Regions from separate parts of the Mus musculus genome. Here all the other regions are linked to region 5. Evidence: chromatin contacts called from public HiChIP or PLAC-seq, Micro-C and promoter capture Hi-C data. All regions are on one chromosome and are shown on one strand. The core of a region is the stretch at or near the end of the contact, and the rest is flanking DNA. Distances in the headings are between cores, read along the strand shown. Region 1 holds the start of Cables2 (CDK5 and Abl enzyme substrate 2). Region 2 holds the start of Slco4a1 (solute carrier organic anion transporter family, member 4a1). Region 3 holds the start of B230312C02Rik (RIKEN cDNA B230312C02 gene). Region 4 holds the start of Mrgbp (MRG/MORF4L binding protein). Region 5 holds the start of Kcnq2 (potassium voltage-gated channel, subfamily Q, member 2). Region 6 holds the start of Rgs19 (regulator of G-protein signaling 19).

What was found. Promoter capture Hi-C pulls out the DNA fragments that hold promoters and counts their contacts. A called contact is a pair of places that touch in the nucleus more often than the background predicts. HiChIP or PLAC-seq counts read pairs in DNA pulled down with a chosen protein or histone mark.
Region 1: a promoter capture Hi-C map of liver shows a contact between it and region 5, with 3 times the contacts expected there. The contact joins the promoter of Cables2 here to the promoter of Kcnq2 in region 5. A contact is called at or near these places in 5 of 39 promoter capture datasets (the 3T3-L1 cell line, embryonic stem cells, liver and 1 more), 1 of 484 Hi-C or Micro-C datasets (embryonic stem cells), 2 of 115 datasets of contacts at active chromatin or transcription factors (embryonic stem cells and large pre-B cells) and 1 of 9 other capture datasets (embryonic stem cells).
Region 2: a contact with region 5 is called in a Micro-C map of embryonic stem cells, with 5 times the contacts expected there. The contact joins the promoter of Slco4a1 here to the promoter of Kcnq2 in region 5. A contact is called at or near these places in 2 of 39 promoter capture datasets (the 3T3-L1 cell line and liver), 1 of 484 Hi-C or Micro-C datasets (embryonic stem cells), 2 of 115 datasets of contacts at active chromatin or transcription factors (bone marrow-derived macrophages and embryonic stem cells) and 1 of 9 other capture datasets (embryonic stem cells).
Region 3: a contact with region 5 is called in a promoter capture Hi-C map of stem cell-derived epiblast-like cells, with 6 times the contacts expected there. The contact joins the promoter of B230312C02Rik here to the promoter of Kcnq2 in region 5. A contact is called at or near these places in 11 of 39 promoter capture datasets (the 3T3-L1 cell line, the C10 cell line, HPC-7-derived erythroid cells and 6 more).
Region 4: a contact with region 5 is called in a promoter capture Hi-C map of liver, with 2.8 times the contacts expected there. The contact joins the promoter of Mrgbp here to the promoter of Kcnq2 in region 5. A contact is called at or near these places in 10 of 39 promoter capture datasets (the 3T3-L1 cell line, cranial neural crest, embryonic stem cells and 4 more), 1 of 115 datasets of contacts at active chromatin or transcription factors (stem cell-derived neural progenitor cells) and 1 of 9 other capture datasets (embryonic stem cells).
Region 6: a contact with region 5 is called in an H3K27ac HiChIP or PLAC-seq map of embryonic stem cells, with 2.8 times the contacts expected there. The contact joins the promoter of Rgs19 here to the promoter of Kcnq2 in region 5. A contact is called at or near these places in 1 of 39 promoter capture datasets (liver), 3 of 115 datasets of contacts at active chromatin or transcription factors (embryonic forebrain, embryonic stem cells and fetal liver) and 2 of 9 other capture datasets (adipose tissue and embryonic stem cells).

The regions. Positions count from the first base shown.
Region 1 is chr2:180,272,191-180,276,606 of GRCm38.p6, forward strand. Cables2 (CDK5 and Abl enzyme substrate 2) reads right to left here and starts at 1,275. Exons shown (of 10, transcript NM_145851.2): 1 at 910-1,275. The coding sequence starts at 1,265. It also overlaps a transcript of Rbbp8nl not described here.
Region 2 is chr2:180,452,947-180,457,587 of GRCm38.p6, forward strand. It overlaps Slco4a1 (solute carrier organic anion transporter family, member 4a1), which reads left to right and starts at 3,299. Exons shown (of 12, transcript NM_001355218.1): 1 at 3,299-3,427.
Region 3 is chr2:180,382,806-180,387,255 of GRCm38.p6, forward strand. It overlaps B230312C02Rik (RIKEN cDNA B230312C02 gene), which reads right to left and starts at 3,080. Exons shown (of 7, transcript NR_040745.1): 1 at 2,968-3,080; 2 at 473-574; 3 at 1-247. It overlaps Mir1a-1hg (Mir1a-1 and Mir133a-2 host gene), which reads left to right and starts at 2,799. Exons shown (of 4, transcript NR_045331.1): 1 at 2,799-3,470.
Region 4 is chr2:180,578,402-180,583,166 of GRCm38.p6, forward strand. Mrgbp (MRG/MORF4L binding protein) reads left to right here and starts at 2,821. Exons shown (of 6, transcript NM_028479.2): 1 at 2,821-3,136; 2 at 4,210-4,554. The coding sequence starts at 4,407. Gm30144 (a long non-coding RNA gene) reads right to left here and starts at 3,467. Exons shown (of 5, transcript XR_001783605.2): 1 at 2,435-3,467; 2 at 875-962; 3 at 1-455.
Region 5 is chr2:181,133,387-181,137,729 of GRCm38.p6, forward strand. It overlaps Kcnq2 (potassium voltage-gated channel, subfamily Q, member 2), which reads right to left and starts at 1,903. Exons shown (of 17, transcript NM_010611.3): 1 at 1,411-1,903. The coding sequence starts at 1,706.
Region 6 is chr2:181,691,196-181,695,521 of GRCm38.p6, forward strand. Rgs19 (regulator of G-protein signaling 19) reads right to left here and starts at 2,782. Exons shown (of 6, transcript NM_026446.4): 1 at 2,684-2,782; 2 at 295-400; 3 at 38-159. The coding sequence starts at 324.

The sequences.
Region 1 (4,416 bases), core at 25-2,524, 860 kb before region 5:
GTTACATGTTGCAGACCCTGAGTCCAGCAGGTGTGGGACAGAGGGCAGGGAGGTGGTCAGGTGTATAAGGCCGAGTAGAGATGAGACCAGGTAGGTAAGACCCTGGCCCACAAGCTGAGTTGGGCACACAGCCTGTAAAAAGTGTTTGTGAGTCTCTGTGTAGGGTAGCCAGGGGAGGGATGTGTCTAGAGTCAATTAGACCAAGGGAACTCCGAAATCCATATTCAGGGGACTTTCAAGGTAAAGAGCTGACCCCATATCCAGGAGCTGACAGCTTTAGTGGGACTTTCAAGGTAAAGAGCTGACCCCATATCCAGAAGTTGACAGTTTTAGTGGGACTATCCCTTCCCTCTGGAGGCTGACCAGCTTCAGTTAATCCCAAACTCATCTCCTGTATTCTGGACTGATGCTGCCACATCACCTCAGTCCCAGTCAAGGACAGACGGGACTGCGAGCCTCTCTGACTCTTGCACGCTGCGGTGATGGGCCCTCAAGTACCAGAATGAAGGATCCCTGGACCACCCTGGCTCCTGCATTATGGGCTGAAGAACCCTCTTCCCTAATTACCCGACACCTTGATCTTGGGCTGGTCATCTTGACCCTGTGTCCTGGGCTGACCATTCCGGTTCACCCAGACCTCTGAGTGTTAAGTTGATGGGTACCAGGTGACCATACCTGTGTGCGGGGTGAATGGACCCACCTCATCCCAACCATGTCCAGGTCTGCCGAGCTTGTGGCTTACCCGAACCCATAGGTCAACTACCCCACAACCTGGGAGGAGGGACCTGGCTCACCACCACCGGTGCCCCGGGCTGCCAAGGCCATAGGTCACACAGCCGGAGTGCTGGTTAGGCCTCTAGGCCACCACCCTGACCCCAGCGTGCAGCCGCCCCCGTCCAGCCCACTCACCTTTGGCGCTGCCCGTCCAGGCCAAGGCCGGCGGGCGCCGTCGTGGGGCTGAGCAGGCCCTGGGGCGCGGGCCTGGCTGGCAGCCCCGGGAGGCCTCCAGGTGGAGCGGGCGGCGGCGCGGGCGCCTCGCGGGCCTCGGTGGGCGGTGGCGGCGGCGGCGCTGGCTTCTCGCCTCCGGGACCCAGGCTCGGGGGCCGTCCGTCCAGGGAGATGTTGTTGAGAAAGAAGAGGGCGGCCTGACGGCGCCGGGAGTCCCCGCGCCTCCGCGGCACGGCCGGCGGGTTCCGGGCGGCCGGCGCGGGCCTGGAGGGGCCGGGGGCCGGACCCGGGGCTCCTCCCGCCGCAGCCGCGGCCATGCTCGAGTGCGCCGCCGCGCCGCGCCGCCGCGCAGCTGCCCATTGGCCGCGGCGCGCTTGCATGCAAATACCACCCCGTCACTCCCGCCCATTGGCCGCGGCGCGCCCATATGTAAATATAGTTCCGCGGTTCCTGTCTATTGGTTGCGGCGCGCCTGTATGCAAATACCACCCCGTCGCTCCCGCCCATTGGCCGCGGCGCGCCCATATGCAAATATAGTTCCGCGGTCCCTGTCCATTGGTTGCGGCGCGCCTGCATGCAAATGAGGCTCCTCTGAGCCCTTCGATCGGCTAGCGATATGTGGCTTGCCCCGGCGCTCCCCTGAGTCCTAGAGTCTTCTGTCTGTTGTAGGTTTGGCGTGGCTAAACACGGCAAGGTCGGTAGGTGCACGGAACCTGTGTCCTGTTCTCCCGTCCAGGACTCGGTGTACAGGGCACCCTTCAGCGAATGTTCATTATGGGCTGCAGACTCAGGGTGCGGGCCTGTTGTGGTCACTTGCTCCGGGGTGTTCCCTCAGCCCTGGGGTTCTTCTGGGCAGGTATCCATCCATGTTCCACCAGAGCCTGTAACTTCCGGGCTGTGCCGCCTGGCCTCCTCACTGACTGCTGAAGACACCCGTCTATGGTCTGAGGGCAGCTGACATCTCAGTTGCCTCATGGACGTGGTCTTGAGTCTGCATGATACTGGAGTTTCAGTTTCCTTCGTGGAGGATGTCCAGGACTCGAGTATACAAACCCTTCTGGCTCAGTACCGTGTGTGTATGTCGGCCCTTCCCTGTACAGAGTCTTCACCCTACCATCACCTGCTCTTTCCAGCTCCCAACCTATGTGGACTTCTTATCTTTCTTTTGTTTTGTTTTTCAAGTCAGGGTTTCTCTGTATAGTGTAGACCAGCCTGGCCTCGAACTCAGAAATCTGCCTGCCTCTACCTCCCAAGTGCTGGGATTAAAGGCATGCGTCACCACTGCCCGGCGACTTCTTGTCTTTAAAGTGTTTGATGGATCATTGAAGAAACACAAAGGAAAATCTCCCCAATGTTCTTTTTGGTCTATGGTCACTGCCTGCTCTGGTCCTGTGGCTGCTTAAAATGGGTGCTGGAGTGGAGTTGGTTGAGGGAGAGAGATCCCTGGGAAGTGGCTTCTTTCCTTGGGAGAAGCCATCGGTAGTGTTACCTATAGGAGTTCATACTGCCAGTTCCTTCCCTGCTTTTAAGGCTCAGGCAGGCTGATTCTGTCAGACACCCCCCTCTATCCATGGCATCTCCCTGTCATCCCTGAACAAGTAGGCTTACCCTTACTCTGTTCTGACCCCCCTCTTCTCCACTGCCTTTTCCTAGCTACCCTGCCAGGAACCAGTGACAAGGTGGACAGTTTTCCTGTCTAGTAGAACGCAGGGCTTGGTCCATTGAGTGGTGGGCACTCCCAGAGAGAGTAATTTCTGTCAGGGGGTCATGGTGTCTGCTGACCTGGGGTGGTGTCCTTCACACTCAGGCTGCTTACCTTTCTGAGTTTTGGTCTCTGGTAGTATGAGGTGCTAGCTGTATGACTAAGCTGCTTTGGGATGGGTAATTGATCGTGGCTAACAGAAGCCACTGTCTGACAGGGATGACAAGGAGGTGTGCTCCTGGCAGGGTACCATGAGTGTGGACATAGCCCTAGAGCTAGACCCCAATATTGGCAGACAAACCTGTGAGGTGATTGAGGGACATTTAAACAGGAACTTGGCCTCTTCCTGGGTGTGGTACTGTGGGTTTTTTTCCCTCACAGACCAAACCTGACCAGGAGGTCAAAGTGGATAAAACATACAGCTTGTGTTTTATTCAAATTTGAAAAAGCTGAAGAATCTTGTAACTGATTGAACACACACACACACACACACACACACACACACACACACACACACACCTGGCTGTCCCTTGGAATTTTGTCCTTCGGGCCTCTCAGGTGTGCTCAGTAGAGAATGGTACTCTGTTAAGCCCAGGCCTCACCCAGTCCCAGTGACAGTTTCTCCAGTTCTGGAAGTTTCAGGCTCTTACAATTATACCCACAGTTCCCTTTTATGCTGTAGTCCTTCTACCTGGTTTGGCCAGCTCCAGCCTTCCTCACTCAGTTATGGTCAAGTGAGTTCTCCTTGGCTTTCACCCTGACCTTTTGGCACATATTTAGATGCTTATAAGAGCATGCTAGGAACTTTGCCTGCTTGGCACACTTCTATTCAACCCTCAAAACCCAAATCTAAGCTTCAGGTGCCACCTTCCTTGACCTCCCCAAGGCAGCTTCTTTCTCCCTTATTTCCCCACACTGGACCCTGACTGGTGCTTTGCCAACAGTGCCTGTTTTTGCCCTGGAAATGGCAGCTCTTAAACTTCATACACAGGTATTTCCCTAAGTTTCTTCAATACCATCAGGATCTAGTGGTTCAGGGCTGATTCTTAATTCTTAGTCTTGGTTGCATCTGCCAAGACTCCACAAGGGGGCGCCTGAGACCGCGCTGACTGAAGCGTCCTTCCTAGCCTGGAAAAGTCTGGGACCTCCATCTCCTCTGGAGGTGGGGACCTTGCCCAGAAAAAGAAGCAGGGCTAGGCTGAGGCTCCCCTATTCCCCGCCCTGCCTTCAGATGGGAGGAGCTTCCCAGAAACCTGAGAAGAGACTTGGCTGGCCAGCCCCTCTGGATGTAGGCGGAGCTTATGGGCATTGACTATTCCGAGCTATCTTCAGGTCGTGTGGCTTGACTTGTGCAGGCAACAGTCTGTGACAGCTACCTCTGGGCAAATGCAGTGTCCCTCAGTCTGGAGAGTTAGGTCTCCCGACAGCTGTTAATGGGGGAGAGGCTGAAGTCCTCCTTTGGGCTCCTGGGACCTTCCGCCGGTGTCAGGGGTTCCTTCGGTTTCCTCTTCCCTTGGGATGGCTTCTTGGGGGCTGTGGGAAAGATGAAGTTAGAATAGAGATGGCAGCAGCCGGTTTTTCTGGCTTTCTACTTCTAGGCTCAGGAAAACGCAACTTGGTGAAGTCTGTTGGCCACTCTTGCTCCTGACAAGGTAGTGACTGGCTGGAGCACGGGAGGAGACCCACAAGTATGACCAAAGGGCTGACTCTCACAGAGCCTAACCCCAGAGTCTCTCTCACTGCCAGCGTGGCTGGGACTATGACCA
Region 2 (4,641 bases), core at 2,049-4,548, 680 kb before region 5:
AAGCCTTTGAGGTTGGCCACCGTTCCACCTGTGCCCAGGAAAAGTGTTGTCTCAGCAGCCTGACCCTCCCTTGCCCTGGCCTTTCTCTTTCTACTCTGGAGATCAACTGCCTGCCACTGGCGACGTCCACAGGACAGCAAGCCCAGGAAAAAAGGACATGCACAGAATGAGTTTATGTTTTAGCATTTCAGCATCCCACCCAACACTGTGACAGGGGACAGTGATTGCTCATAAAAGCATAAATATCTGTTGGGAGCATCCAGGAGTGCCACCCCCCTCCCTCAGCACGCAGTGATGCCCGCTCTGGGACCATGGGTGCCCAGCAGGGCTTGGGTTACTTGGATTATTTTTCTCTTGGTTATTTCCTCTCCAAAAACCCCGCTGGGATAGAACTGATTGAGAGCAGAATGTTCCAGGGCTCATAATCAGCCAGTTCTTGTTCCAAGCTTCTGTGGTACCCTGGGGTTGACCTCGTTGGGACTCCACCCCGGACCTCCCAGTTCCTCCCTGGCAAGATGAAGGGGGAGGCAGCCATTTGAAAGGAGATGGACACTGAATCCCACGTGCCACATCTCTGTCCCTTTTGTCAAAGGTTAGGAAGGTGCAGACAGCTCCCAGAGCTGCCAGCTGTATCACAAGCAGAGGGCCAGCTACCATTTCAGTCAAGGCCCAACGAAGCTGACTGAGAGGTGAAGGCGATGAATGTTAACTGCCTTCAGCGTCGTTATAAAGATACTTGGCAAAAACTCCCATTCTCCTCACGCATCCGACACCACATTCAAGACCCCGTACAAGGACAAGAGAGGGGAAAACTCGACTCATTTATGGAATTCCCCACATCACCCACCACCTTAACTCATGACTAATCTTCCTCCACTACGTTTACATGACTCTAGGCTTCTGGCTGATGCGTGTTACTCAAGAAACATGAATTCTCTCTGCAATAAACGTTCTCCCAATTCCTTTAGTCTGGTGTCTGAACTTTTTCTTGGCTGCTAACGGGAACCTGGATATACACTGCATAGAGATCTCAGTCCAGTCAATCTCTGGGACTTCCTGGTCTTTAGTCACAGGAAATACCAAGAACCTTGAGGAGCCAGGCACAGTCTGAGAAAATGAGGGTCTCCAGACCCCCAGGTATCATGAGGCCCCCAGAGGGCCTGGGTATGTGACTTGGCTTCTGAGGGCAGGACAAGGCCTGTGCCTTGCATTAATACCTGGATGTTTACTCTAGAATCATCTTTAGATCGTGTCTGATGAGGAAGGTTAATTCCTGTTTGAGCTTGAGGCTGGCTTAAAGTTCAGGCCCCTCAGCAGGCAGCACTATTTGTCTAGAACTTAATATCACAGTGTTACTTTTTAATCTATTTTTCTGGTGACCGCTCTACAGTAATCAACCCTGGTTACTGTCTTTAAAACAAACTTACCCTTTTCATAAAACACACCAGATGTTTAAAGGAAAAATATTGTACCAATATTGGTTTCAGGGATGTACCCAAAATTAAGTGTTGGAAGCACGGTGTCCAAGCCTGCTCCTGACATTTGGAGCACTTCCACGAGTCCCCTTTAGTGAGAAGTTCTACTCACACGTCCTGAAGCAGAGGACTCACAATCTCTCAAATTTGTGTTCAGCCTGCTTTCTCTGGCTTCAGGTCTTGAGGTCCATGTACCTAAGGGAGATGTTGAGAGAGAGAGAGAGAGAGAGAGAGAGAGACTAGTAAAGCCGTGTATACCTCATGGTGCCTGGCTGTCTATTCTTCCTGATGTCTTCTCTGAGCAGAGGCAGCCTCAGGTATGGAGGTCAACACCTGGGGCAGTGGAAGTGAAGCTCAGCTTTTTTTGGAGCAGAGACTCACATGTTGACAAGTAGACCCTAGACCCTGAAGTCATCACCAGAGGTTCCCAGGATAGAACATGAGTAGGTTCCGGCCACACCCACTCCGGGAAGACATGCTGATAAATAACAAGTCAGGCTGGAAGAACTAAGCTCAGCAGCCAGTCTCTTCTCTAGACATAAAGGAAGAGCCCTGCCTTAGCTCCCGAGGCTGCATGGAGGGTCTGTCCCCAGGCACCCTGTGACTAGTGATGTCCTCATGAGCTGACAGCAGGGTCCACACTAACTTTACTTTTGTGTAGCCCAAGCTGATCACAGACTCTGATTCCTTCTGCCTTTACTTCCCCTGTCCAGATTATAAACTCTGGATGCCTTGGAGAGTTGGGGAAGGTTATTTTGTTTCTATTGTTTTGCTTTGGTTGTTGTTCTTGGTTTTGTTTTGTTTTATTTTTATTTTTAAATCCAGACAGGATTTTATTAGGTAGCCCAGTGTGGCTCTCCCACTAAAGATTCTCCTGCATCAGCCCCATGTATGTATAGGATTATCGGTGAACATCGCCACACCTGGCTCACATGTATTTTCAATTAAATGTAATACACCCCAAAGGGAGACATATATGGAGAGTTTCTGCCATCGGCTGTTGATTGTCAGTGGTATGATGTTAATGGCTAGTGGCTGTCGGCTGTTACTTGGCTAAATTCAGACCAGCTACTGTTTTCCATTTCCTTCAGTGATGTGTTGGAATCATAAAATTAAAAAAAAAAAGAAAAATAAAAAATAAAAAAGGTTGTTTGCTTGATTTTCTGAGACTGGGTTTCTTTTGTAGCCCAGGCTGGCCTAGAACTATGAAAGTGGGACCCTTCTTCTGCCCCAGCCTTCCGAATACCCACAGGCTTACAAGCAGTAGCCATCACACTCGTATGGCTAATTATCTTAGTTTTACAGATGCGAAAACTGGCCCAGAGGGGTTCAGAAATATGTTCAAGGTCGCACAGCAGAGAACGCCTCAATTTGAAGGTGACTGGTATATTCTCTCTCCATCTCAGGTCAAGAGTACCCGGAACTGGAACCCTGTGGGCTCCTCCGGTGAGGGTGTGGTTTGGCCCAGCGCCCCGTTGCACTGAACTCACTGGTTGACCTGAGCAGAGAGTGGAGAGATCCCTTTGCCGGGCTGGAGCTGTACCCCACGCCTGAGGGGATCGCTACTCGCGCCCTCCAACGCCTCGGTTCCACGCTTGAGCAGGTGGCATCTACGACGCAGTGAGACTTGAGCCATATTTTCCTAGCCTGCAACCTCCAGAGTGTCCCCCAACAGAAAGAAATCACCGCGTGCAAAGCACTAGCTAAGTCCCGCTCTCTGTGCTGTCCCTGACCCGCCCAAGTTCCGCCCCTCCGCTCGGCCCCGCCCCGGCGCGCCCTCGCTACTGTCACCTCTGGCCCCGGCCCGCCCGAGCCTCGCTGCCATTGGTGGCGGTGGTGAGGCCACTACCCCCATCCCTGCGGGAGCGGCTTGGGCGATGAATGAAGCGGGAGTGGGCTGCGCGCGTAGTCCAGAGCGCAGGGCGCAGCGCGGCAGCCGGGTTCGTGGGAAGGTGAGTGCTCTGGGATCTGGACTGCTTTGAGGTCTCGGACCAGGATGGGGACAGGGTCTGGCTCCGTACTAGATGCCTCCTAGGTATGCCAGACTCCGACCTGCTGACGTCAGGAGCGCGGCAGGTGTTTGCGGAGGCTGGACTAAAGCGCGGCGGAGCCCCGGGTGCGTTGTCTGAAGACACATCCCGGGGAACCAATGCGGGGACAGAGTGGGCTCAAGGGAGCCGGATGCAGAATTCACCCCTTCTCACTGCACATGAGGGAAGCTGCAAGTCTGCAGTGGGGTGGGGGAAGGCAGAGCCGCTGCGCTAGAGCGAGAGGGAAGATGGGAGTGGACTTGGGGCGCAGGAAAGCGTGAGGGGGGGGGGGGGACCGCTAGAGCTGTCGGCCCAGGTTAAAGGTTTGCTAGTATACGCAGGTGCGAGCCTCTGCGGGTCTGTTCAGCGACAGATCCAGTGGCTGTGGTGGTTGTTGCTAAGACCGAGGGAAACGTGGAGCACGGAAGTTGCTCACTAGTGGCGGGCTTTGTCCCTACGAGGAGCGCGGATGCCCGGGTCCCTGAGGCCCGGTACCTTCACGCAGCTCTCCGATGCCCCCGGACGCGTGTGTACGCCAACGAGAGTTCGGGTCGCTTTGCTGCCTGATTGGCACGCTTAGCTCCAAACCCGGGAACTCAAGGCAGGGTACCTCCTTCACAGGAGAGGTGAGCATCTGTAGGAAAAATGAGATAGAGACACATAGTCGCACCTTATAGCTTGGGGCCCCAGGCGCAGTGGCTTGAGTTTAGCGTGATGAGGATTGCTGGCCTCCCCCAGACATGGCCTTGGGGTGTTTCTGTCCCAAGGTGTTGAAACTGCCCATTTGTGATGGAACTATCCCAACTTCAGGGCAGTGTTTTTTGTTTGTTTGTTTGTTTTGTTTTGTTTTGTTTTGTAGTTTAGTAAACCAAGGTAGCTGTCTAGTCAGCTGTTGTTAAAGCAGCTTGGGGCAGGTGGACGGCAGGGAAGAGAACACCTGGTGTTTAGCCGAATTATTTATAAATCTTAGCTGTGGTAATGGGGACAGCAGGCGCTGTTTGCTGAGCCTGGCATTTGCTGGCTTGGAGAGGGCTTTGGATAAGAGCAGTCCCAGGCAGCATTTTAAAGTCCCCTTGCACAGAGGAGCAGCCTGGGGCACCGGGATGTTTGGCTTGCCTAGAAATGACACAGGGGAG
Region 3 (4,450 bases), core at 1,830-4,329, 750 kb before region 5:
GACTCAAGCCCACAGGATGCTGTGGCCCATAGTGTGGGTCTTTCTATCTCAGTTAAGTCTCCTCAGAAACACCCTGGCAGACGTGTTCAGATGTGTGTTTCCACCATGATTCTAAATCCTAGCAGGCTGATAAGGAAGATTGACTCTCACACAAAGAGACATGGTGGAAGGTTCTGGAGTATTCTTGAGAAGGCAGGGACCAACAATCTTCTGTCCATTTCACAGCAAGTTCCAGCTCTAGACAGGACTGAGTAGGGGAAGTGGGGTTTACTTACAGCATCTTGGAGAATGGTCCCAAGGGAGCTATAGCTAGGCCCTTGAAGATCCAGGTACCCATGTCCAGGTCTGAGCCCAGGAATGGGGGTCAGTGGGGAGAGAGGGTGGACTAGGCCTTCAGCTAGGTTTGTCTATTTTTCAGTGGAGGAGAAATTCCTGTAAGATAAAGGCACCAGGCTGGGAGTGGCATGCATACCTGTAATCCTAGCACTCCAGAGGTCCAGACAGGAGGGTTAGAAGTTTGAGGTCATCCCCAGCTACGTGGCAAGTTTGCTGGTAACTCGGGTTACATGAGACCCTGTCTCAAAACAAAGATAAAAGGAACCGTTTTTGAAGAGAACATCCTTGCATAGTATCTACGGTACCCAATATTGTGCATCAGTCATTCCTATCTCCCTCTGGATCATCTCATCACCTCCAGGAGACCCACTTCTCATGAGTCATCCCCTCCTCTCCCACTCCTGAATCTTTCTACTCTGGGAGTTTCACATCGAGCACACTCAGCGTGTGGCCCCTGGTGTTGACTCCACATCATAGTTTCAAGAGTCATGGCATGTAGCAGTGCTTTAGATTTTATCACCAGATAATATTCCATCCTGTCAATGTGCCGTGCATGGTTCCCTGGTCACTAGTGGGTAGCATCTGGGTTGTGCTGTTTATACCACAGATGCCACTGCAGGGGCCTCTCAGACATGTGCCTAGGGGAGCAGTTGCCCAGGCTTAGTAAGATCTCACTGTTGAAGGAGCTGCTTGCATTTTGCAGTGGCATCATTGGCATGGACTGCTCAGGGTGGGAGTGAAGATAAACAGTTGGATGGGAGAAGTGTCTCCTCTGTCCTGTTTCCTGGGGGAAGAAATAAGAGGCACACACCACTCTTGAGAGCTTTGTGTTTGTGGGTACAAGGACAAGCTGGCTTTAAGGAATTCACTTGCTAAGCCCCAATGCCAGTGGGCTTGTGGGGAGAACTATTGGTTAGAACCCATGACAAGGGTGCTCTAACTCCTGCTCCTGGGTGGAGGACAGGACTGGCTTGTCCAGGCTTTGTGGCTGGCCCCTGCTGAGGTATAAAATGCATGAAACTCCTGTCCCTGAGAACTCACTGGGTGGAGCAGAGGATCTTGGTTGGCTTTGCTTCATTGTGGGTAACTAAAGAGTCCCCAGATATAGGTAAGTCTCTGTATGAACCCCACACACCAGTGGGAAAATGTCTCTGTATGTTTGTCTGAGCTGACCCATAGTGATTGCAAGACTCATCCAATCTCAAGTTGAACACCCCACGATTCTAGCTAAAACCTCCAGCTCCACCATGCCCTGTCCTTGCTATGTAGCTCCTGATGGCTTGATATTCACCGTAGCCCAGGCTTGCTTCATACTCCCCAACTCCACCACCTGAATGTTGGGGTTATGAGCTTGTGCTTCCATGCCTAACCACACATAATCACAATATCCAGGGGACCTAGGGTAGCATGGTAGCCCCAGCTGAGCTTCTCCTTGCTCCTGTGAGGACAGATTAGCCAGTACAGAGAGGACACTTCTCTGAGTACAGGAGGAAGGAGGTTTTCTAGTGGATTCTAAAACAGCAGCAAGTCTTTGGATGCCCATGCACTGCACAGGGACACTCATGCCTTCTGAGGAGCTTGAAGCTTCCACCCATAGTCCCAGAGTCGTCTCAATGGCCTGTACTTGACAGTAGCAGGGTGGTAGAGACTCGCTCAATGTCACTTTGCTCAAAGGGGATAGTTGGCCAATCCCAGGCTGCTGGACTCAGGAATCCCAGCCCAGTGGGGCCATGTTCCCAAGCCGTGTTTCTTATACAACCCAGGTGGGAACAAAATGGAGCCATCGCCAAGTGTACTTGTGGATATGGGGGTCTCCAAGCCACACACCCTTGATGCCAAGGTTCTGGAGGAGACAGGACAACTGAGTTGGCCTTCTCTGTTGCCCAAGGTGACCTGCAATTCTCATGACCTGGGGTTGGCTTAGGATCCCCAGGAAAACCAGTGGCTCTGTTGCCACCTGACCCAACCCCACTTCTGAGCAAAAAGGTATCACTCTGGAGACACTGAGGCCCTGGCCCACATGGGCCTTTAGGGGACTAAGGCCAGGGAGCCACCCATCTCCCTCCCTGGGCCCTGTTCCCTGGAGTAACTCCAGTCTCCCCAGGGCACTCAGGAATGAGTTGGTGTCGCCTCAGAGAGAGGCCAGTGCCCACTGGGTAGGAGGCACCTCTGTACTGGGCCTTGCTAAAAATAGCAGGGGGATTCGGACAGGGACAGCCGGTAGCAGGCTCGTAAGGGAGGGGCTGGGAGGGGGACGGGGCAACCCAGGACCGCTGTCAATGGTGCCGGGGCTCCCACCCTGTTCCCTGCTGCCTGGCCAGCCTCGGCCCAGCTGACATGCTATTTTTTCCCCTGCTTGACTAAATATGGTCAGGGCGCACAGCCCGAGGGGGGCCACTTGGCCGGGCCGCGTGTTTGGGATGTTTGGCGGGGTATATAAGAACTACCAAGGTGAGGTCGCTCCTGATCCAAGGGCCCCTTGCCCCACCAGCGTTGGGTCAGGCCATCCCGTCTCTGCCCTCCCCTCCCCCTGCATGCATGAATCTTGGTCTGTGGGGCTGCGTGCGTGTGTGAGCGTGCATACCCGCGGGGCCTTTCTCTTTTTCCCTTTTGTTCTGCTCTGACCTCTACCTGGTACCGACAGGGCTGAGGGTGCAGGAGCTTCCTGCAGCTTCGGCCGGGCAAGGTGTGCAGCTGGGCTCTGTCTCCTTAACTCTGCATCAGCGCTCTCTCTCTCTCTCTCTCTCTCTCTCTCTCTCTCTCTCTCTCTCTCTCTCTCTCTCTCTCTCTCTCTCTTACCCTCCCCTCCCCTTTCTCTCCCCCCCTTCCTCCTTCTCTCTCAAGATTTCCCTGCTGCTAAGTCTGCGCTGCTGCAGGAGGGCTGGGGGAAGGGCAGGGGTGCGGAGTCGGGGTGTCTTCTTTCTCTCTCTCTCTCTGCCCCCCCCTCCCCACCAAGTGCGGACGCAATGGGAGCTCCGGCCCGCCCCCACCCCTGCATTTGCGATTGGCTCCGGGAGGAGGTGGCTACCGCTGCTGCCGCTGCTGCAGCATCTCCCGGGGAGCCGCGACCCTGCGCCCGCCGCCACGGCTGCCGCGGTCACCAGCCCAGCCCGAGGGGCGCCCAGGGCTCCCTGGTGAGTCCCTCTCAGCTGGCTGCTTCAGCTGCCCACCAGCTAGGAAAGCCCCTGAAAACTTATCGGCAGTGGTGGGGGTGTGCCCTCCGGTGAGGTGGGTGCTGTGGGTGCTGGTGCCGCGTGGCTTCAAGGGGGCGCCTGGAGTTTCTCCCAGCATCATCTACATTTGGAAAACTGCAGAGCCAGCAGCCAGCAGGGCTGGGAGGGTTGGGAGGGCGCGTCCAACCGGGATGCAGAACTTTGACATACGGCTTTTTGCAAGAAAGCAGCGCCCCTGGATGCTTGGTGGAGGGCAGGGTGGATGGCGTCCGCTGTTCTAGGGGGTTGGCACGGGAGCTGAGGAAATAGATTAACCAGTTGAGGGCAACACCAGAGATTGTGGCTAAACTTACCTTGGAACTTGCCACAAAGCCTTTGAGTGCTTGCGGGTGGGGGATTTCTGAGGAGCGCTGACAAGGCCGTCCATGGGCTGGGACTCTGGATTTCTGAAGCTCTCCCAGCCCTGCCAGGATCAGAAGTGTGCTGTGTCAGGCATCCAGGGGCTGGAGCTGGGGCTGGGGCTAGGGCTGAACTAGTGTTCATAGTGTGTGTGTGTGAGGGGGGGGGGGGCTCAGGATAAGGCCCCACCCCAGATGCCAGAGGGGTCTACTTGGAGGTGACTGACACCACTTTCCTGTCAAGGTGGGAAACTTTTTGAGAAGTGACTCTCATTCATTCCTGAATGAGCAGCTCCTGAAGATGTGGGCTCAGACTGAATCAATCTCTGCTCTTCAGGTCCCCCCAACTTTCTGTTTGACATACAGACGCTATCATGAACACCTGGGAGTTGGGACAGAGGGCAGAGAGGCATTTGTTCTTAGAGTTCTCAGGGAGCCTAAGTGGGAGCTCAGTCACACCAGGGGTACCTCCAGAAGCTGGAAGCTGAGGCTGATGGACTGGCTGCCCTTTTTATCCTTGGCTATGTGGAAATGAAATTTTAA
Region 4 (4,765 bases), core at 1,571-4,070, 550 kb before region 5:
ATCCCTCAGCTGGGTGGGTCAGGACCTGGGAAAAGCTGCTTGGCTTTCTAAATCACCCCTCCCCAGCTGGACAAAGGTTCTGCCAGTCAGGTGTGGTTGGTAATAACAAATGGCTATGACAGAGCAGTTGTTGTCACACATGAAGACAGCAGATAGACAGGGAGCTCTTATATTTCCCAAAACTAAAAAACAAAGATGGTTAACTTCAGCTGAGCCCCAGCTCCACCCCACATGACCTTCAGAACAATACTGCTGTGGGGTAGGATGTCTCAGGGTGCTCCTGGAAGCTGATCCTCTAAAGTAAGCACACTGAGCCAAAGCCGGGAAAGAAACACTTGCCTTCTGGGTATCAAGGCAATCCTTCATAGGCCCCCTCTGAAGAGCTGGATCCTATTAAAACGCTAAAGTGGCTCAGGAGTGCACCTTTCCTTGGGTCTTGTTGGTGGCTTTCAGAGCTGGAATAGAGGTTTGCAAAGAGTTGGTGAGCACTGCCCCCTACAGGCAAGACTTGGCAGCCTGGCTGCCGCAGGTCCTCCCCTGAAGGCCTTTGTAGGTCCAGTGAAGCCCTTAACTTTGGAAGACAACAAGCAGCTTTAAGGAGGATGGAAATAATTACCTAGGTCCTTTAATCACACCAACTTACCATAAACAAGAAGATAGAGGGGGTGGAGCTAAGCTATGTTATTCAGGACACAGGTGTCCTACTTAGCTGCAATCCCAGTAGGAAAAGACTGGGCCTGAGCTGGAAACTCAAGGGTCCTATCTGATGGCTGCTTAGTTCTAGGCTCCCTACTTCCAATGCTCCACAGCCCATAGGAGAGGACAGCGTAGCTGTTCTTAGTGTTCAGATGGTGTCCAGAGGATGACCCATTACCATCAGGTGAACACAGCAGAACAGGATCCACAGCAGGCTGACTCCAAAGTAGAGCTTGTCCTCTAGAGTCCTGGGTCTCCTGTATGTGCTAAGGGAACAAAATGGGGCCAGTCATGCTGTGGGAAATTTTACCACTTCAGTGATGCAGTCTGCAAAGAGACAATGTGACCAAAGGCAGATGGATGGCATCTGACCAGAGCCTTTACAAATGCTCCTCCCATTGAATCCAGTTCTTGTGACCAAGAGAGAAATGTTCCTTTGGGAATGGAGATAGGCTCCTTCTAGTTAACAGTGACCACCTCCTTCCAGAGACAACATCAGATCCTCAGACAAGCAATGCCATTTAGGAGGCTGGAGATGCACCTCAGTTGGTAGGGTTCTTCCCTGGCATGTATGAAGCCCTGGGTTCAATCCCCAGGATATATACCAGCAGATATCTGCTACCCTAGCACTTAGGAGGTAGAGGAATGGGGACTGAAGTTCAAGGTAATCTTTGGCCACAGAATGAGTTTGAGGCCAACCTGGGATACATAAGACCTTGAATAAGAAATAACAGTTGGTTGAGACCTAGACATGGTCTGGGGAATAGTTCACACTGGTCAAAGTAAACTAGACTGGTGTATAAACTATTAGGCTTGTATATTCATTAAATGAAGGAGAGCATTTCTATGGCCTTTATTTCTCACCTGAGCCCAGTCTGAACCCTTCACACTAGGATCAAGAATCCCAGCACTTGTATCTATCTTGTATAAAAGACTTAAGCAGCAGGAGTCGCAACAAATGAGAAAGGACTTGACCAGTTGGCTAGTAGATATATATCATTGTCTACTTTGTATCTGGGAAGTAAGGAGTCTTGCTACAAAGCTGATTATATCCTGGCCACCTGGAACCACCTGAAGACCTCACGGAGAAGACAAATCTGGGCAAACTTCACCAGCCATTTCTACAGAAAGTTGGTGGTGTGCCACACAGACACCTGCTCCAGACCAAAGAAATCCTTCTATCAGGTTTGAAGGAACCTCTCAGCTCCCAACAGGTGTGAATTCACTTTGAAGCTACGGGATCACACACATGATCATGGGCTAATGGTTTCTCTACAGCTCCTTGTTAGAGAGTGATAATCACAGGAGCGCTACAAAACGAACAAGCACAGCTTCCTCTTAATTCATGCTTTTGGACTAGAGAGCCTACATGTTCATGAAAATAAGAAGTTAGCGTGGGATAGTAGGCGGGGTCTTAGCTGCTGACCTTGATGCTCAGCTACTTCCTACTACCTAACAGAGAGTTCTGCAGAGACCTGCTGTGGCTTCGTGGAGAGAAAGAATGAAGTCATCCTTCTCTCCTAAACCATCCAACCTGTCTATAGGCATCAAGTCTATATTGCCAGTCACGCGTTCTGAAGTAACAGACGGATGTTTGCAAATGTCATGGCTGGTAGGATGTGGTCTGAGTACAGAGATCGCACAAACCAGAGAGGACCAGCTAGGATAGATGAGGTTGAGGGTTACATAGGGAAGCTCCCTGAAGAAGGACGCACTCCAAATTGAAGGAGTATCCTACCTGGTAGGGGTGAGACTAAGGTGGACCGGAACCAGAAGCAGTCAGCAGCAGAGTCTACCATGCCTTAGATATTCAGAGAATAACCAGGATATTATCAATCAGCTCCTGGGCACTTAATATGTGGCAGCTCTTAGGTTGGGAACTTGCTTTATGACATGTCCCAGATGGTAGATTATGCTTCACCCAGCCGTACAGTAACTAAGCCAAGTTCTGCATGCCAACCAAGCAGAGGCAAGGGCACCGCCCCTGTGAGATCATAACTCCCAGCTGCATCATATCCACATGATAGCAGTGACCCCACACCCCCTTATGAAGCTTTATTGGGCCACACCTCCCCTGTGGCATTGTGGGAACTTTTCCACCAGCTACGCTTTCACAGTGGGAAAGCTGAAGCCTGGCCACAGACTGCTGTCTGGCTCTGAGCTCTGAGCTGTCCCAGACAATGAGACAGGTCAGAGCCAGCACCCTCCATGGTTCCCTGCTGTGAGCATTGTCTGGTTACAGGCCTGAATGAGGGGCAAGTGGAGTGTCAGGACTGGATTCAAGGCTTGTGGCAGCCAGCAAGTGATCCTTATCAAGACCCAAGAGTTCAGAGCTACAGTGGCCCCATAGCACAAAGGAGAACAAAGGTTCTCAACATCTTAGTCTGAGAGGCATCAGTCAGAAAAGGGATTCTGATGCCTGGCAATGGCTGAGGAATGGGTAAGTAATGAAACCTGGATGGGTGGCAGGGTAGGACCCATGGCACAGCTGACTGGGGTGACTCAGGCCCAGAAGCAACCATGTTCTTAAGGCTGCTGTGCCCAGCCCTTGGCCCTATCCAATCCCATGTAGAGCTACTAACACCTGCCTGAAATTCTGACAGTCTGAGTTAATCATCCAACCACTTCTGGAGTGGATCCACTGTAGGGACAGAATGGAGGTACAGGTAGGTAGCAAGGCCGACAGGACCTGGATTTCTGTCTTCTGATGCCAAGGAAGCACTTAATTCTGGGACTGTCGTGCACTCAGGTCAGGGCTACTGAAAGATATACAGAGCTTCACTCCTACAAAATGTGATTGTTGGGCTTTAAATTTTTAAATTATTTATGGTGTGTGTGTGCAAGTGTGCATATACCATGGAATACATATAGAGGTTAGAATACAACTTTTTTTTTTTTTTTTACTTATTTTATTTATATGACTATGCTGTAGCTATCTTCAGACACACCAGAAGAGGGCATCAGAACCCATTACAGATGATTGTGAGCCACCATGTGGTTGCTGGGAATTGAACTCAGGACTTCTGGTAGAGCAGTCAGTGCTCTTAACCGCTGAGCCATGTCTCCAGCTCTAGAGTACAACTCCTAAGAATTGCTCCTCTCCTGCCAGCTCTAGGATCCAGGGGTGGAGTTCCAGTTATGGGCTGTGCACAAGGATCTCTATTAGATGGGCCATCTCACTAGCCCATGGGATGTTGTTGTTGTTATTGTTGTTGCTGCTGTTGTTGTTTAAACTATTTTTCTTAAACAGTTTTAGTGAGATGTAATTTACATATTGTACAATTTATCTCTGGCAAGGAGAGACACACCTTCACTTCTAGCTGAGTTCTTTTCCAAATTACCTAACCAGGTGAAGCCCAGATTTTTGGGCCGTGTGTGTCATGCTATGCAGACTTGGCTGACTCAGAACTCCTGCCTCTCTCTCCCGAGAGCTAGAATTACAGGAGTGTGTCACCACGCCCATCTGGTGCATTTTTAAAGCATAAGGTTTGTTCCCTCGCCTTCTCCGGACAGAGCCGTAGGCAGTAAAAGGTTCAACCACCAGGAGTCGCTGCTGCACCGGAAGCCAGTCTTCGCTGCGCCTGCGCGGACGCGGGCACGCGGCGTTCTCCAGCCCGGCGAGTGCGCGCCCTCCACACCAAGTGCGCCTGCGCGGAGCCTGTAGTATTTTCCCCCTTCTCGCGCCGGGCGCTCGTCAATCGCCGGCGGCCATGGGGGAGGCCGAGGTGGGCGGCACGGGCGCCCCAGGCGACAAGGGCCCAGGCGAGGCAGCCCCGAGCCCTGCTGAGGAGACGGTGGTGTGGAGCCCTGAGGTGGAAGTGTGCCTCTTCCACGCCATGCTGGGCCACAAGCCTGTCGGTGAGCGCCGCGCCGCGCACCGGCGTGGGGGTGGGGCGGGATAAACCGTCGGGCGGGCTGGCGGAGCCTGCGACCTCCCACGGGACGTGGCCTCCCACTCTGGGGTGCCCTACTAGTCTAAGAGCCTATGACTTTCCTGCCCGAGAAGCCCTCTCCCTGGGGACACTCCTGACTTCCCTGCCCTTGAGACACTCCTACCCCAGGGAACGCC
Region 5 (4,343 bases), core at 653-3,152:
ACCCCAAGAGGGCAAGGAGGTGGTGGCTACAGCAAAAGGACCATTAGGGACACATGGACTCTTCCTTGGATTAAAGAAAAGCACAGGACCCTGGGCAAGGGAGAATCAAATTCATCTTTCTGGAGGGGGGTAGGGGCTGACACTACAGGCTGCTTCCCTTGGACAGCCTTATTGGTGAAACCTTTGCCTTGGAGAATTTCAGGACTATCCACTGGAACACACACATACACACACACACACTACTCATAGGTTGTGATGACCCCCAGGACATCATTCTGCAGGCATCCAGTAATTTCCTTCTATGGACCTTTCCTTGTCCCCAAACCTATTCACATATCACATGCAGAATACTCCCAGGCCCACTCATGGGACACATATCCTACCAAGGCCAGGACAAGTGGGCACCTCGATAGAGACTTTTCCTGAACATGGGTCTCACTCCCATCCCCAAATGATGCTTCTCATACAAAATGGCCGAGTCTTAGTGCTCCTCCTCTGTCCCTGGTTCTACTGGAATAGGAGAGCCAGCGTCCTTGCATTGGGAGGTTATGCATACTAACATAAACACACACACACACACACACACACACACACACTCATGTATGCGTGAAACAGGTTCGACTCTTTCTGGCTCTGCCCCAGAAGGAGTCCCAGACTTGGGGACAGGAGCAGCCCCTTCCAGGCCCAAAGCTGGCAGTACTGGGGGATAATAGTCTCTCAAGGATCTAAAGCCCAGAATGTGTAGCGAGATCATCAGCAGGTACAAAGGGACTACTTAGAGTGTAGAGAACAGGAGAGTGGGCCTCCGGAGATGAGTACAGGCAACTGCCCTCAGCCAGGGCTGAGGTGATGGGATGTTATGTCCCCTCCCCATTTCTGCAACCCGGAAGCTCAGAGAGGTAGCAAGAGGTTAGGAGGATGACTGAGATGAGGCCAATCTTCTGCATTGCCCCTACTTGGATGTCGGAGAGAACCCACGGGGATGCAGAGGGGCGAATGAGTTCAGACCTAGAGCTGAGCCGCCCTCCCTCCTAGGCGGCCCTTTGTTCCGCGCTGCGGGCCGTGGGGAGGGGCCTCTCGGGCTGAGGGGGGCTGGGGCGCCAGTACATCCCGTCCTGCGGGGGAAGGGCTGGTACAACCCAGCCTGGCGGCCGTAACCCTCCCCCTCCCCAAATAAAACAGTCCCTGACTACAGAATGATCTCCAAAGTCACTCTCCAATCCCTATCCTTTGCTTTAACCCGAGACTGCAATGCCACGACCCAAACCCCACGCCCACGACGCGAACCAGGCGCGCGCGCGGACACGCACACCAGGGCCCCTCAGTCCACCGCAGCTGCGCCTGCTATCAACCCGCGGCCCGGCCAGGGTTTCGCCAGGCCCACCGCTCACCACATCGCGGGCCACTTACACGTAGGCGTGGTAGATGAACGCCCAGCCGCGGGGCCGCTCTAGCACGTTGTAGAGGAAATTCTGCAGCTTGCGGTAGAAGGCGTTGCGCTTCGGGGGCTTCCCGGCTCCCGCGCCGCCCGTCCGCGGCTTGCTCAAAACGCTGCCGCGCTTGGGGGCCTCGGAGCCCGCGATGAGTAGCGCGCCGTCGCGTGTGGAGTCGGGCGCGCCGGGGTCCAGCCCCACGAAGCCCACCTTGAGCTTCTTTTCCCCGCTGGTGCCGGGGTACACGCCACCGTTGCGCGACTTCTGCACCATGGTGCCTGCGGCGCCCTATCGGGCGCGGGCTCAGCGGGGGCGGCGCGCGGGGGGTGGCGCGGGCCCCAGCCCAGGCCTCCGGTCCGGCAGCCGCATGGCGAGGCGGCTGCGGCTCTGCGTTCCTACCTGGCCCGGCCGCGCGCGGGGACGCTGCGGCCACCCGGCTCCGCGCGCGCCTCGGTGCCTGGCCGGCTTCCGCGAGGGCTCCTCCCGCCGCCCCGCCCCGCCCGCCTTAACCCCTACGACGCCATTGTAGTGGCAGGCAGGGAGAGCTGGTCCAGGTGTACTGCCTCACAGGACAACCCTTCCTGCTCTCCTAGCCCGGTAATCCTTGAGGGGGAGTCCAGCCCTGCCGTCACCGCTGAGAGGGCAAAGCACCAGAGTTGACCTGGAGTCGGCAAGTGGACACCTTTGGAAGGATCCTGGCCATTGTCAAGTTCGGTGTTAAAGATTCAGCCCACAAGGATCTTGGCTCTTAGCATCAAGAGGGCCAGACATGAGGAAGGCCCAGCACTTCCTCTGGGTGTGCAGGGAAATTTGTACAGGCTCTCTAAGGGTAACCAGAGCAGTGCCTAGAGCAGAATCCTTGCCCACCTCCAGGCTTACTGAGCCAACTGTACATGGTTATGGAGGAGGCACCAGCCTGGCCCACCCAGTCAGAAGAGGCCTTAGGTACAAGGTGTTTGTGGGTGGGGTGGGGGGAGGGAAGTGCTGCCCACTCCTTGCACGGGCTGGCTTTACCATCACCTCTGGGTCATCTTCCATTCAAGTCTCTGTAAAAGAACTGTAAGTTTTATAAGTCAGGTTGGAGAGATAGCTCAGTAGTTAAGAGCACTGACTGTTCTTTGAAAAGACCTGGGTTTGGTTCCCAGTACCCACATGACATTAGGAACTTAACTCCAATACCAGAGAATGCAAAGACCTCTTGTGGCCTTCTTGAGCACTGAAAGCTTGTGGTACTCATACATACACGCAGGCAAAACATACCCACTAAACATAACGTAAAAATAAACAAATCTCAAAATAGTATTTTTAAAATAACTAAATAAGTGATTACAGATCGTAGATGGCAACTGGGAAGAGCCTAGCTCATTCTATCCACCCTCCTGGGACAATCAGAGCCCAAACCGGGCAGTGGTGCTGCAAACCTTTAATCCTAGCACTTGGGAGGCAGAGGCAGGCAGACCTCTGTGAGATTGAGGCCAGCCAAGTCTACAGAGAGAGTCCCAGGACAGCCAGAACACACAGAAATTTTGTCTGGGGATGGGGTGAGTCAGAGCCCTGAGGGATAAAAGGTTCTGGTTCCCTAGGAAGGAAATGTGTTCCAAGAGGAGGCACTGAAAGGAAGGCAAAGGTCAAGGTTCTCTAGAGTTCCATAACACCAACAGATACAAACTTACTCATCTTCTCTTTTGGGGGGAAAATGGGGACACACCCTTGAAGTCGTTATGAGCCCACAAACTTTCTGGTACTGTAGAGTATGACACACACACACACAACACTGGGAAAGTTCATGGGAGAGTAAAGTTGGTGTAGAGATCTCTGCATTCCCAAGAGCTCTGCTCTCTACCTATGTTATTTGTACCAACAGCTTTACCACATTTCAGAAGGTTCTAGAAAGTGATTCCTTCGTTGTGGCTTACGGCTCCCTCCTTCCTCTGCTTAAGATGTCTTCCCAGGAAGCTGGCTCATTAATCATTTATGGGTTTTTTTTTTAATACCACGTCTTGCACACCTGTGGGCCATGCACTGTCAGCAGCTTGGTTACCAGCATTCAGCTGGCCTCCCGAAGATCCAGGAAAGTGGGTCGTGTACACTCAGGCAAGCAAGCAACAGGAATTTCATTTTACTTAAAAGTAGATAGGGAAAGCTTACAGGCTCAGGCCATATTTGCCAAGACTGCATTAACAAGATTCCAGAGAGAGGTGGTGGAAAAAATTCAGATGCATATGATAGCCCAGCTCCAGCTGGGGAGAGCTCTGGTCCAGGCTGAAGCGCTTGCAGCCCACATCAGAATCACCCTTCAGCCGGGCGCTGTCCCTTCAGCACCTCCTTGACAGCCCGCCTGGAGATCAGCCTGTTCCTCTCTCCATGACGATGGCTCCCTGCTCAGCTATTGCTGAACAACATGATGTTGCTCATCGTGCTCAACAGGCAGAGATGTTGGACCATCAAAACACAAGATCACTTCCAGGACAGCCAGGGCTATACAGAGAACCCCTGTCTCAAAAAACAAAAAACAAAAACAAAACAAACAAACCAAAAACCCCCCACATGATCACATTGACTCCTACCATGTCAAAGAGCAGTTTAAAGTTTTTGCCAGTACCCGCGGCCCCTGAAGTAGTCCTTCAATATATCCCTTCCTATACAAAACAATAATTTGGGGACATGGCTTAGTAGTAAAAGTACTTGTTTTGAATGCATTATATCCTGGGTCCCATCCCCAGCACTTTTTAAAAATTAATATATTTAGCCAGACACAGTGGCTCACAATGTGATCCCAGGACTCAGGGGCTTAGACAGAAGGAATATCGAGAATTCAGAGCTGCCGGGCAGTGGTGGCGCACACCTTTAATCCCAGCACTTGGGAGGCAGAGGCAGGTGGATCTCTGAGTTTGAGGCCAGCCTGGTCTA
Region 6 (4,326 bases), core at 1,532-4,031, 560 kb after region 5:
CTTCCCAGGGCAATCTGTATCCCCAGGGTCCACATACCAGGAGCAGCTACAGCAGCAGCACCAGCATAAGCAGCAGGGATTGCGACTGGGAGGTCCTGAGGGGGCTGCGTCATGGCTGGACATCGAGGGAGGCCTGTCTGCCTCCTCTGGCCCTGTGTGCTGAGGAAGAGAGGGCTGTCTCAACCTCCACTCTAGAATTCACTGGGCCCTCTGTCTCTGCCCAACTGCCTGTGTCCCCAAGGTTATATCTTGAGCCCCAGGGGTCCAGGAACCCAAGAAATGGGTGGTGCCTACCTGTTTCTCAGCCTCATGTGGGGTGGGCATGGGTGAGTGGAGGGGGTTGCCCAGATTCTGTGGTGCCAGCTCTGGACCCTCACTGCAGCATAGGATCCTGGCAGATCTAAGAAGGAGGTTGGAATTCTGACTGAGGGCCTGTGATGCTGGCCCACCTTATAACCTGTGCACCCACCTCAGGGCGTGGTCAGAGTCCTGCCCCAGCCTTCTCCCCCAAGCCTGATTACTTACACCATGTGGAGAATCCCTAGTCAGAGACAGGGCTACTGCAGCCGGGCCTTCCATAGAAGGTTCTAAGACACCCCTATCTGTTCAGTCCCTGAGAAGCCGGAAACTTGGGTTCCTCTTTCTTGATTTCCGGCTCCTGGCCCCTCCCAAGGGGACTGGAGCTACAAGTGGGTATGGAGGGTATCAGATATTTTGATTACTCCCTTCCTCTAGGGAGCTGGGTAGAGATGCTACCCAGATGACTGCAGGGTGCTAGGCCTGAAGCACCGAATCCCTGACCAGGACTCAGAACAAGACCCCTGGAAGTGTGAGAAATGGGGTGTGCACTGATGAGAGGTGTGTACTCGGGGAACAGCTGCCTCAGACACCCCACTCTCACCCCGCTTTCCATCCATCTCCCTAGGATACAGAAGCTGGTGTTGGCATTGTAGGAGGATACACTGCTTAGCTGGAGCCTTGGGCTCTTCAGTGGAATTTCCTATGGTTTATCATTCTTGATGTTGGACCATACCTTCATAGGGGTTCTAGGAATCTCTTAGGCTACTGAAAACTGATTCAAATTCCAGTTTCCCCCGACAACATCCAATCAGCACCTTGGAGGCAGTTTTGAATGCTTCCTCTCTCCTCGGCCTGTGCCCACTTCTGTCCAGGTGGAAGCCATCCACGCTTTAAGCCTCTGCTTTGTCTACCTTCCTCTCATCAGCCTGGGGCACACATTTTCTCAGTGAAATTTACCCTCCTGTAGCCCTTCATTCAGAAGAGGCCTTTTAGTCCTCTTTCTGTCTGATCTCTGTATACTGGGCAGCTTCACCACCTGAGGCTTTCTGAGATGGTGGGTTCTCAAGTCTCCAAGCAAGCGAATCAGGACACACAAGTAGCTTGGGTTGTACTTTCCAGCAGTTGAGTTTCTAGGGAAAAGGGGTGGGGTAGCCTGAGGTCTCCATGCTGTTCAAAATCATCCCTCACCTGTCACCCTGTAGAGACCATTCCTCATGGGGTCCATCTCCAGTCAGCCGACTGGACATGGGGTCTGTACGCTGGGTGCCCTGCCCCTTTTTCTAGCTCCTTGCACCCATCAAAGGTCAGTTGGGACCACCCATGTCGTCCAGGGTGCTCTTCACTACTGCCTCCTTTCTGGGCAAGGAGAGCCTAGAGTCTGAATCAGGGTTGTCCTGCTCCACATGCCTATTGGAGGGTTCCTTTCCTCCCCAAGCCTCCCAGGTATTGGCCTCCCAAGTCTATGCTAAGAGGCCAGATTCAGCAAATCTGGTCTCTGGGGATAGAAGCTCTCTGGTGAATGGCTGTCAGTGTTGCTCTACAGAAGCAAAAAGAATGCCCAAGCCCACCCAGACCAAAAAAATTCCAGGAAAAAAGTCATAACCTTTGGGAGGAGGACTGACCGGATCCGTTCTCACTTCCATCCAACACTGTCATTGTCCTACCTATACCTCCATGGCAGGGCCGGCCTCTCACCATGGCGAACCCAGCTGCCCAAGCCCACCTGTGGAATGGTAGGCCCCCACCCAGTTCCTGCTTTTTTGCAGGTGGGGTTGTCTGGAAGGCTGGTCTCCCCTTCACGGTCCCTCTTGCTGTCTCTGGCGCCCCCACCCCTTTCTTAAGGAATTCGCCATGGCGCCCAACTCACCAGCGACCTAAAGGCAGATGGGGGCGGGAGGGCCAGGTTCGGACTGGGCCCCACCCTGGCTGCCGAAGGGGCGTGCTCTAAAGCAGTAGGGATTTAAGTCAGACAGCAAGACGTACTCCCGGGCACGAGGTAGAAAGGCTCACGGAGTCCCCGCTCAGATGGGGCCGAGGATGCAGCATTCACCCTTATGGCTCACCGGGCCAACTGCTAGCGGACCCAACTCGAAGGGTGGGTAAGGTGGCAGGTCGGGAGTCTCGTCTGGCCCCTCCCCACCAAGCTAGCGGGCAGGAGACGCGGAAACCTGGGTTCTTCCGGCCCCCACCTTTGAGCAATCACTTCTCAACGCTCTGAGCTGAAGAAAAAGGGGAACCTTGCTGCGGCTCTCCCTCCCCCACGCGCAAGGGGTGGGTCTGGTCCTACTGCGACCTAGATCCACGTGGACCGGTCACTGAAGTCCGGGAACAGAGCCGGCATCTATATCGCCAGGGCCCGTCCACGGTCCGGCGCAGCACTCACCGCCGCGTCCCCGAGTCACGCCGCCCGCGCGCTCCGAAGTCCTGCTGGTCGCCGGGGAGGGGGCGCAGTGCGCAGGCGCCTCCGCGGTACTTCCCCAAAGAGAGGGGCCGGGACTTCCTCGAGCCCCAGCGCTTGCTCGCCCGCAGTGCCCCGCCCCGCGGCGGCTCCTGTGCCCCACCCGCGGCTGGCGTGTCGTCCCGCGGTAGCGTGGCATGGTGACCCTGAGGGGTGAGTCGTACAGAGAGTGGATTGAGCCGGCGCTCCATTCTTGTTAGCTGGGTTTTCCCAACCTTTATGTTGAACACCAGAGCTGAGCCCTGTGTGCTACTTGGCTCGCCAGGATTAGAAGAGGCCTGTGGGAAGGACTGGCCTGTGGTACTGCCCCGTCTGGTCCGACTCTTCGCCTTTCTGAGGCTAGTCTGTAACGTAGCATTAAGAGTCTGTCACTCTGCATTCGAACTTTGCCCGAAAGGGAGGTTCAGGGACTGCAGCGTAAAGCAAGTTCTTACATCAAATCACCCCGAATGTTTCTGGGGCCTGGTTGAGTCCCTTCTGAACTCTCAAACTGCTCCAAGATAGCCTTTACCACAAATGGCCTTGCTCTTTGGTCAACTCTTCAGATCCTTTGTCATTGGGTATAAAATTGAGTTAGTTCATTATCCCAGCATGCTTTGGGCCAGTGTTCATAGTGGTCCGTTGGGGCTCGTGGTTCCAGCACAGGACACACAGTCACACAAGTTGTTAATGCTCACATACTACATCATACATATTAAGTCAGGGATGCAAAGGAGATCCTTCACATGAGTTCTTCAGGCAGTGGGGCAGAGGCAGACTAACTGAACTGACTGCAGTGGACTAGAATGGGAGACAGGCAAGAAAGGGATGGGGTGAAAGGTGAGGAGACAGGATGTTGCCATGATGCTGAGGGGTCCAGGATGAAGAGAGAACAATGGGTGAGAGACTCCCAGGCTCTGAGGGGGGCTTTATGAGTTGACCACAGAACCCTTTGGCTGCCACGCTGGCGGCTTCCTAAGTAAGGTAGAGGCTAAGCACATCTGAACAGGAAGTTACTTTAGTTTAGATAATATTCCTAAGGTAGACACAGGTCAGAACATGGAGGCCCAGTAGACATGGATGAGTACCTGATGGAGGCCACAAACCAAACCTGATTCTGCAGTGTTTGGTGTGGGCATGACCGTGGGTAGAAGTCAGTATGCTTTCCTCTTAATTCCTTTTACCTGCCTGTCTACCTGTTCTCTGCCACCTTACATCTGCTTACCACACAATTAGCATCTTTCCCTAAGCACAGAGAATGCCTCTAAACCCAGGAAGGAGAGCAGGAGCACTGAACACGCGATGCCAGCGGGAATTGAACTGGAGCCCAATAAACTCTGCTTGAGAGCAGTGCCCCTAGGTCCTCACAAGCCCCACCTGATGGTGCGTGGGGCACAGGTTTTGTATTCCTGCAAGATTTCCTTCAGACAGAGGGATCCTATGCCGGCTTTCCTAGCTGCCTCTGTACACCTAGTCCCTCACTGGTATACAGATCCAGAGGTGCTCTTAAGTTGGTCTGACATTTGGTGTGGCGCTCCTGTGTCATTGGAGTGCTTTGTCTTTGTTCTCAGCCCTGTTCTGAAGTGCTT